Regions from separate parts of the Mus musculus genome. Here region 2 is linked to region 1. Evidence: chromatin contacts called from public HiChIP or PLAC-seq data. All regions are on one chromosome and are shown on one strand. The core of a region is the stretch at or near the end of the contact, and the rest is flanking DNA. Distances in the headings are between cores, read along the strand shown. Region 1 overlaps Shroom3 (shroom family member 3). Region 2 overlaps Shroom3 (shroom family member 3).

What was found. HiChIP or PLAC-seq counts read pairs in DNA pulled down with a chosen protein or histone mark.
Region 2: an H3K4me3 HiChIP or PLAC-seq map of embryonic basal ganglia shows a contact between it and region 1, with 4 times the contacts expected there. The contact joins two enhancer-like sites. A contact is called at or near these places in 6 of 39 promoter capture datasets (the HPC-7 cell line, cranial neural crest, frontonasal cranial neural crest and 3 more), 7 of 484 Hi-C or Micro-C datasets (the HL-1 cell line, embryonic stem cells, female germline stem cells and 2 more), 11 of 115 datasets of contacts at active chromatin or transcription factors (craniofacial prominence, embryonic basal ganglia, embryonic forebrain and 6 more) and 3 of 9 other capture datasets (adipose tissue, liver and pancreatic islet).

Annotation. Positions count from the first base shown.
Region 1 is chr5:92,696,325-92,699,948 of GRCm38.p6, reverse strand. All of the region lies in intron 1 of Shroom3 (shroom family member 3), which reads right to left. Among named protein-coding and RNA genes, the nearest start is that of Shroom3, 15 kb to the right of the region's middle. Within about 2 kb of position 1,263, at least 77 of the 459 cell types and tissues checked have an H3K27ac peak or open chromatin away from gene starts, as enhancers often do. A contact at or near this core is called in granulosa cells, where this site is marked.
Region 2 is chr5:92,929,889-92,933,539 of GRCm38.p6, reverse strand. All of the region lies in intron 3 of Shroom3 (shroom family member 3), which reads right to left. Among named protein-coding and RNA genes, the nearest start is that of Gm36764, 77 kb to the left of the region's middle. Within about 2 kb of position 2,074, at least 32 of the 459 cell types and tissues checked have an H3K27ac peak or open chromatin away from gene starts, as enhancers often do. A contact at or near this core is called in granulosa cells, where this site is marked.

The sequences.
Region 1 (3,624 bases), core at 14-2,513:
CAAACAACAACAAAAAACAAAATATAAATAAATAAATAAATAAATAAATAAATAAATAAACTGCAACTGTACATTTGCATGTTTTACTGCACGTAAGTCATGCTTAAGTGCGACACTTTAAATAAAATAATTTAACTAGCCAATGAAAGCATGAAACAAAAGAAAAAAATAAGAGTAGGCCTACTCTAAGGATAAGAATTTAATATAAGATGAAAAAAATGTTTATTTTCCTCCTCCTCCTTCTCATTAACCCACCCACATACCCACATGGTGCTGAGAACCGAACTCAAACTTCACCCAGGGAGGAAAGCACTCTATCATTGAGCTACATCCCCGGACCAACACAACTTTCATTTTAATGAATGAAAGCATAAATAGATTTAGATAATTCTGGTACCAGCAAAGATAAAATCTGAGTCCTCTGTGTTTATGTGTGTGTGTGTGTGTGTGTATGATGTGTACGTATGTATGAAAGTCTCACATTGCATATGTAGAGGTCAGAGGACAACCTTGGATGCCCCTCCTCCTTTGTTTCACACAGGGTCTCTGTCGTCTGCCTCTGTATATGCCAGGCTAGCAGACTTGCAAGCGTCCGGGGATGCTGCCTCCTCCTCCTCCACTCCCCATCTTGCTGTAGGAATGCGGTGATTGCGTGATTGCGCATGCATCAACTGCATCTGGCTCTACACAGGTCCGGGAGGTCCGAACTCTGGTCCTCATGCTCGTATCTCCCCAGTTCCCCACCCCTTCCTTCCTTTTTTAAAACTATAAGTACGTTTGCCAGCCATGAGACACAGTGTAGGAGATGAACGCTTTTGAAGTAACTGGAGAAGAAATCATACGGTGATACAGAAATGGTACCTGCTGGAAATCTGTGCAAATTCAAAACCCGCTTTAGACCGGCTCCTGTGAAAGTTGGGTTAAGCTCTGGAGCAGGAATGTATTCAGAGGTCAACAGCCAGAGAGAAGGTGGGGGTGGGGGCTGCCCGGCAGTGATTCACTTGGTAGTTTAAAACTGCCTTTTATTCTTATTCCTGTAACCTCTATAGAACCCGTGAAGAATGGGGGTGTTTTCTCTAATGCATGGAATTGTAGTAACAGACCAAAGTCTCCTTGAACACTGCCAGTAAAGAAAACGCAGCATCTGTGACTGGCTAAACTGGGTGGGATGGTAACCTAATCTGTAGCTGCTGTTTGAATCCTGTTCATTATAATCATGTAGCGCCGTACAGTGAGAATGCACTGGGAGGTTTTCAACGCGAGCGTTTTCAAAGACTACATTCCTCATTAGACCTTCCCCATTAAGCCATGCTTGAGTGATGCTACACAGCTGAATACTTGGGATTTTTTCCCCCTCTTGTCTCAGTCTGAAGACAAAGGATTCTTCCGCTTGCCAAAGTTCCCCCAGAGCCTAGGTTGAGGCGCTGTGACAGCGCTCCGGTGGGGAGCGGGGAGCTTTTTATTCAGCTTTCTGTCAGGCCTCATTCACTAAATAGGGATCGGGTTGGACCCGTATATGAAGACCCCCCCCCGCCCCCCAAAAAAATTCAGTGGAGGAAAACGTTGCCCAGGCAGAGCCTTGCATCCTGTTTGCCTTCAGAGATGCTGAGTCATGATGCACACAAGGCTTAAGGACCAGATTCTTTTGGTTCTAACTTCTTCACAGACACAGCATCATCAGCAAGTTTGCTATTAGTGCTAGCTGGGAGGATAGCCCTGGGTTCAACACCCAGTATTAAAAAAGGAAGGAAGGAAGGAAGGAAGGAAGGAAGGAAGGAAGGAAGGAAGGAAGGGGAAGCCTTGTAGGTAGGTAGGTAGGTAGGTAGGTATACTATTCCATTCCTAACTCCACCCCAGCTCCCTCTCCCCCATCTTAGGCCCCCATTGATCTACTGTGTGTCCTTGGATTTGCCTTTTCTGGGTTGCATGTTCTTTTGTGCTGGCTTCTTTCAGCAAGCATCAGGTCTTTGAGGTCCGTCCATCTTGTAACATATATATCTCACCATATCCAGTTCCTCTTTCCTGACAAGTTGTATTCCATTGCGTTCTATATTACATTTTGTTTATACAGCCGATGGCCATTTGGATCTTTTTACACTTATTGGTTAGCATGAAATTGTGAGTCCATAGGCAGTTAAGTCCTTCTATGGATGTATCTTTAAATATAGGTCACGGGTTTTACATTGTAAGGATTGCATTACTTTTTAATGTACTCCATACATGTGAGTATCAGCATGTATGTATGTCCATGTGCATGTGGCAGGAAGGTGTGATCTGCTGGATGTGGGTGCTGGGAACTGAACTCTGATCCTCTGAAAGAGCAGTGTGTTCTCTTAACTGCTGAGCCATCGCTCCAGCCCCAAATTTTCTATTTATTAGTGTATATCATTGTACAAAGTGAAGGGCCTCACCAGGACATTTGCATTGAAGTATGTCATGTATTTGGCCATATTCACCCCCTTACCCTCTCCTTCCTTTTCCTTAACAGCTCCCTACTACCTTTTGTATGGTGTGAGAAGGCATCATATCCCATGATTGTGAGCCACCATGTGGTTGCTGGGAATTGAACTCAGGACCTCTGGAAGAGCACCTCAGTGCTCTTAACTGCTGAGCCATTTCTCCAGCCCACCAAGGCAGCTCTTATGAGGACAATATTTAATTGGAGCTTACAGCTTCAAAGGTTCAGCCCATTATCATCAAGGTGGGAGCATGGCAGCATCCAGGCAGACATGGTGCTGGAGGAGCTAAGAGTTCTACATCTTATTCTGAAGACAAACAGAAGACTAGCTCCCACATGGCTAGGAGGAGGGTCTCATTGACCATCCCCACAATGACATACTTCCTCAACAAGGCCACACTTTCTAATAGTGCTTCTCCCTGGGCCAAGCATACTCAAGCCCCACACCCAGTCTCTACCCTCTGACCTCTGACCCTCTAGCCTCTGACCGTTACGTTTCTATCATGAGAGGCCAGACTGCTGCAGAAGTACTTTAAGTGACATGATTTCGTTCAAATATGAATTTAGGAAAGACTAGAATCACAGTTAGGTTCTCTTCAACTGCCTGCTTCAAATACTTAGTAATGAGTTTTGTGGCAAGGGATCTACTCATTATTCGGCCCATTCAAGTTTAGGTTGAGGCTTAAAGCAGGCTAATGGCTGTCCTGTGCAGCAACTGCTTGTCAGTCTTCACTGTATATGCAACAACAATGAAATAGTGACCTGGGCATAGAACGCATAATAGTTGACTCATACCAACGCTGTTGGGAAACCATACTCAAGCCCTCTGTGGGAGCAGTACTTGCTCTTGACAATAGAGCCAGCTCTCCAGCCCACTGTGAATCTTCTGCTTGAATCTCACAGCTATGGGGACAGACCCTGGGCTTAGAAACAAAATCCCCATCAGACTTCAGGTCCTATCCTTCCCTTTCCCTTAGTAAGCTTTCTCCTAACGATGGTTGTGTTTGGGTTTTCTTGGAAGCAGAGGCAAAGGTAACTTGTATTCTCTGGTTGAAATTGTTGCCTGGGAGGCTAACTGCCTTAGTCTGCTAGCCTAGGCCTGGTCTTAAAAGCTTCTAGCCTCTACACAACCTAATCTAGAATAGAGTGTGTTCAGCTGAGACGGC
Region 2 (3,651 bases), core at 825-3,324, 230 kb before region 1:
TTTTATGCCTTCTGAATATAAGGACATGGATGCCTGGGTCTTCCTGAACCTCTAGCTTTATAGAAAAACAGGAATACTAAAATTCCTTCCTGTTTCCCAAGGGACTTTGCATAGATGCACGGTAAAAAGCATACCCGGGTTTTTCAAGTCCTCTTTCGGAGCCTGGGTGGACGGTGCTGCTATTATCACTGTCTCGGAGGAATGGTATGGAAGTCAGAGGCTGCCCTGCATTGACAGCGACCGCTCTAAACCACAGTCTAGAGAACAAAGTGTTCTCGGAAAGACTTTCTCATTTTGCAAGCTGGTGACTTCAACCTTTAAGCATCCTGCCGTTAAAGCACAAAGATCTGATGGAGCCAAGGAGAAAGCGTGGGTATCCTTTAGACTGAGCATGAATGAGCTCTACAAGGAGTCAGAGGCACGAGTCAGCTGCTGGGCAGTATTTTTGGCATCAAAGTGAGAGGACCATCCAGGCATCCCATGCTGACAGCTATGAGATTGTGTGGAAATATTTCTCTAGTTTAGAAACACTTTGGGATTCAGGAAGTCCCTTGATAAGATGAAGATGATAGATGTAACGTATCCCAAGCCCTCGAATTTGCTGTGAGAGAGTTGATGGGATAGAGCCAGGGGGACAAGCCCGTTAGTCAGGCCTACCTAAAAGGATGGGCAAAGGGGGGAGGAAGAAGTTGAGGATGGATGACGAAGGGAATGAGAACGGATAGGAGGAAGTACTGATCGTAACCACTCTTCCAGCTCTAACAAGTATTTCTGAAGTATTGGAGTAATTATAAAGACGGGGCAGGGCCAGCCAGATGGCTCAGACACTGGCAAAGACGCTTCCATACAAAGCTGACAATCTGAGTTTGACCCCTGGAACCCACATGAGGGTAGAAAGAGAGACCCAATCTTTGACTGAGCCATATGTGTCCCCTCCTCTGGGGTGTGCACACATCCACACAAACACATATAACTATTTTTTTTTAATGTAAATAGTAATTACACAGAGATTGGTCTCAGAATTAACTATGGTCCAGGCACACGGGGTCAGGCCACGGTGGTAAAACAGGGAGCTGCTATAGCACTTGGAGAAGTGCCAAGTCTGAAGGCTCAAGGGAGACAGGACCTCGGGAGGATCTGAGAGGCACTCGGTGAGCTGGGACGTACTTGCTCTGTCCTTGGTCTCTTGTTTTTTTATCTTTCATCTTGTTAGCCCAGATAAAGGAAACTTGGTTTCTAGTCTAGTTCCTAACCTGATATGACTGGTTTTGGGCTTCGGGTTTTAAGCACATGTAAGTGAAAGTTTTCACCTTGGCTTTCCTTCTGGTTCTAATAGGTTATATATACAACACAATACTGATGGGCCAGGGTTACGCTTTGAGCGTCCAATGTCCTCCTGGGGCTCCCATTTTTGAGAGGCTGTGGGGCCTTTAGGTCTAGACAGAGGAAGTGGGTGGTAACAGCTGGGCCTTAAGGAATTATAACCCAGCCTCAGGTCCTTTTCTCTGCTCCTTTTCAAGTGCCAAGCAACAAGCAGCTCCTTGACACCCTTATTACCGAGAAGAGCTGGTCTCCACGGCACGCCTTCCTCACCACGATGGGCTGTGGCCCTCTGGAACTGTAGCCACACTTTAAGCTCTCCCTGAAGTTCCTTTTGTCAGAGTATCAGGAACATGAAGGTAATAACTAAGACACTCCTCCTCCTCCTCCTTCCCCCTGGACACGGGGTGAGCAGCATACACGGCCAGTGTCACTTACTGCCCTGCCACAGGCCTCAAAAGCAGCAAGGCCCTGGACTGGAATTTTCTCAACTGAGAACTGAATAAACCTACTTCTTTACTTATTACGGAGCCTTGCTATGTGGGCCAGACCGGCCTGGAGTACCAAGCCTCCCGCCCCAGACACCAAGCACTGGGATTACAGGAAGAAGGTGTCTGTCAGAGCCTGTTCTTTACAGACTGGCTTTCTCCAGCACCCGTTAGAGTGATGAATGACTCCACAGTATAGCTCTGTAAGAGTTCACCCAGATCAAAGGCTGTGAGACGCGGGAGTGAAGGATATTCAGGCAGAAGGAATGGCAGAGCCAACGTGGGAGAGCACAGGACGTGGCTCAGACAAGGTACAAGCGGCATGAGCAGCTGGTGGAGCGAGGAGCAGGGAGACAGGAAACTCATCAAAAGTGTCTCGCGCTGAAGATGGCGTGGCTCGAGCGCCTCGGGCAGGGAGACAGGCTACAGTCTAAGTTTTGGGAATGTATCGCCAATAGCACAGTGAATAAGTTGGATATTTTGCCAGCTGGTATGTGAGATGTTGAGGGCCTGGGACTGAGACAGAAGTAACGGGTTTGAGGAAATCAAAGATCTTTAAAGTTATGGAGGCAGAAGAATCCTCATTCTCGGAGACCACTTAGATAGGTGGTGGTGGTGGTGGTGGTGGTGGTGGTGGTGGTGGGTGGTGGTGGGTGGTGGTGGTGGTGGTGGTGGTGGGTGGTGGTGGGTGGTGGTGGCGGTGGTGGTGGTGGTGGGTGGTGGTGGGGTGTGTGTGTGTGTTTTAGTAAAGAAAGAACAAAGAATGACATGTCCTTGAGGTGAGAATAAGTTTGGAATGTTCAAGACAAGAGTGTGGCCACAGCCACAGAGAGAAGAGCTGATGGCGTGGGATTCAAACCACATGTGACCCTTTGACAGCATTCTGGAAAAAGCAGCAGATGTTTGAATGGGTCTGAAAGCCAAGACTCAGAGGAAGAGCGGAACTTCGGATGACCCTGAAAGACTGTTATGTACTGGGAAAAAAAAACGAAGAAAGTGTTTATGGTGGTTTGAATATGCTGCCCCTGGGGAAGTGGCACTATTAGGAGGTGTGACCTTGTCAGAGGAAGTATGTCTCTGTGTAGGCGGGCTTTGAGGACTTCTAGAGCTCAAGCTCGGTCCAGTGCATTAGAGACCCTCTTCCTAGCTGCCTGCAGAAGACAGTCTCCTGCTACTGCCTGTGGATCAGGATGTAGAAATCTCGGCTCTTCCAGCACCATGTCTGCCTGGATGCTGCCGTGCTCCCCACCATGATGACATCAAACTAAACCTCTGAAACTGTAAGCCAGATCCAATTAAATGCTCTCTTCTCTAAGAGTGACCTTGGTCATAGTGTTTTTTCACAGCAATGAAACCCTAACTAACACAGTGACACAACTTTAGCTGAGAAAATAAGCCCTGGAGGGCTTCTGTTCCTGATGCTCTCTGATGAGCTGCTATGACTGCGCCTCGCGGCCTTCCAGGCACACTAGCTTTCCAAAGCATGCCGGCTGTCAACCAGACACAAGTCACAAGCACAAGACACAAAACAATTTAAAACAGATGAGGAAACAGCGGGATAGAATGGCACACACATTGGAACCAAGGCAGGGGAAGTCATTTGAACCAGAGTTTGAGGCCAACTAGGCAACATAGCCAGACCCATTTTAAGACAACACAAAATAGATAAGGAAGACAGCCAACACTACACAATCAAAGTGACCGTATTTCTTAATCCTCTGACTGAGGGTCTACCTGCCTGTCTACCGTTTAGTGTATGCATGACCACAGAAGACGAAGCCCACCATGACTGTCAGAATAAATGGTGAGGAATTCGGGTTGAGGGTCTTCAAGATCCCCTTGC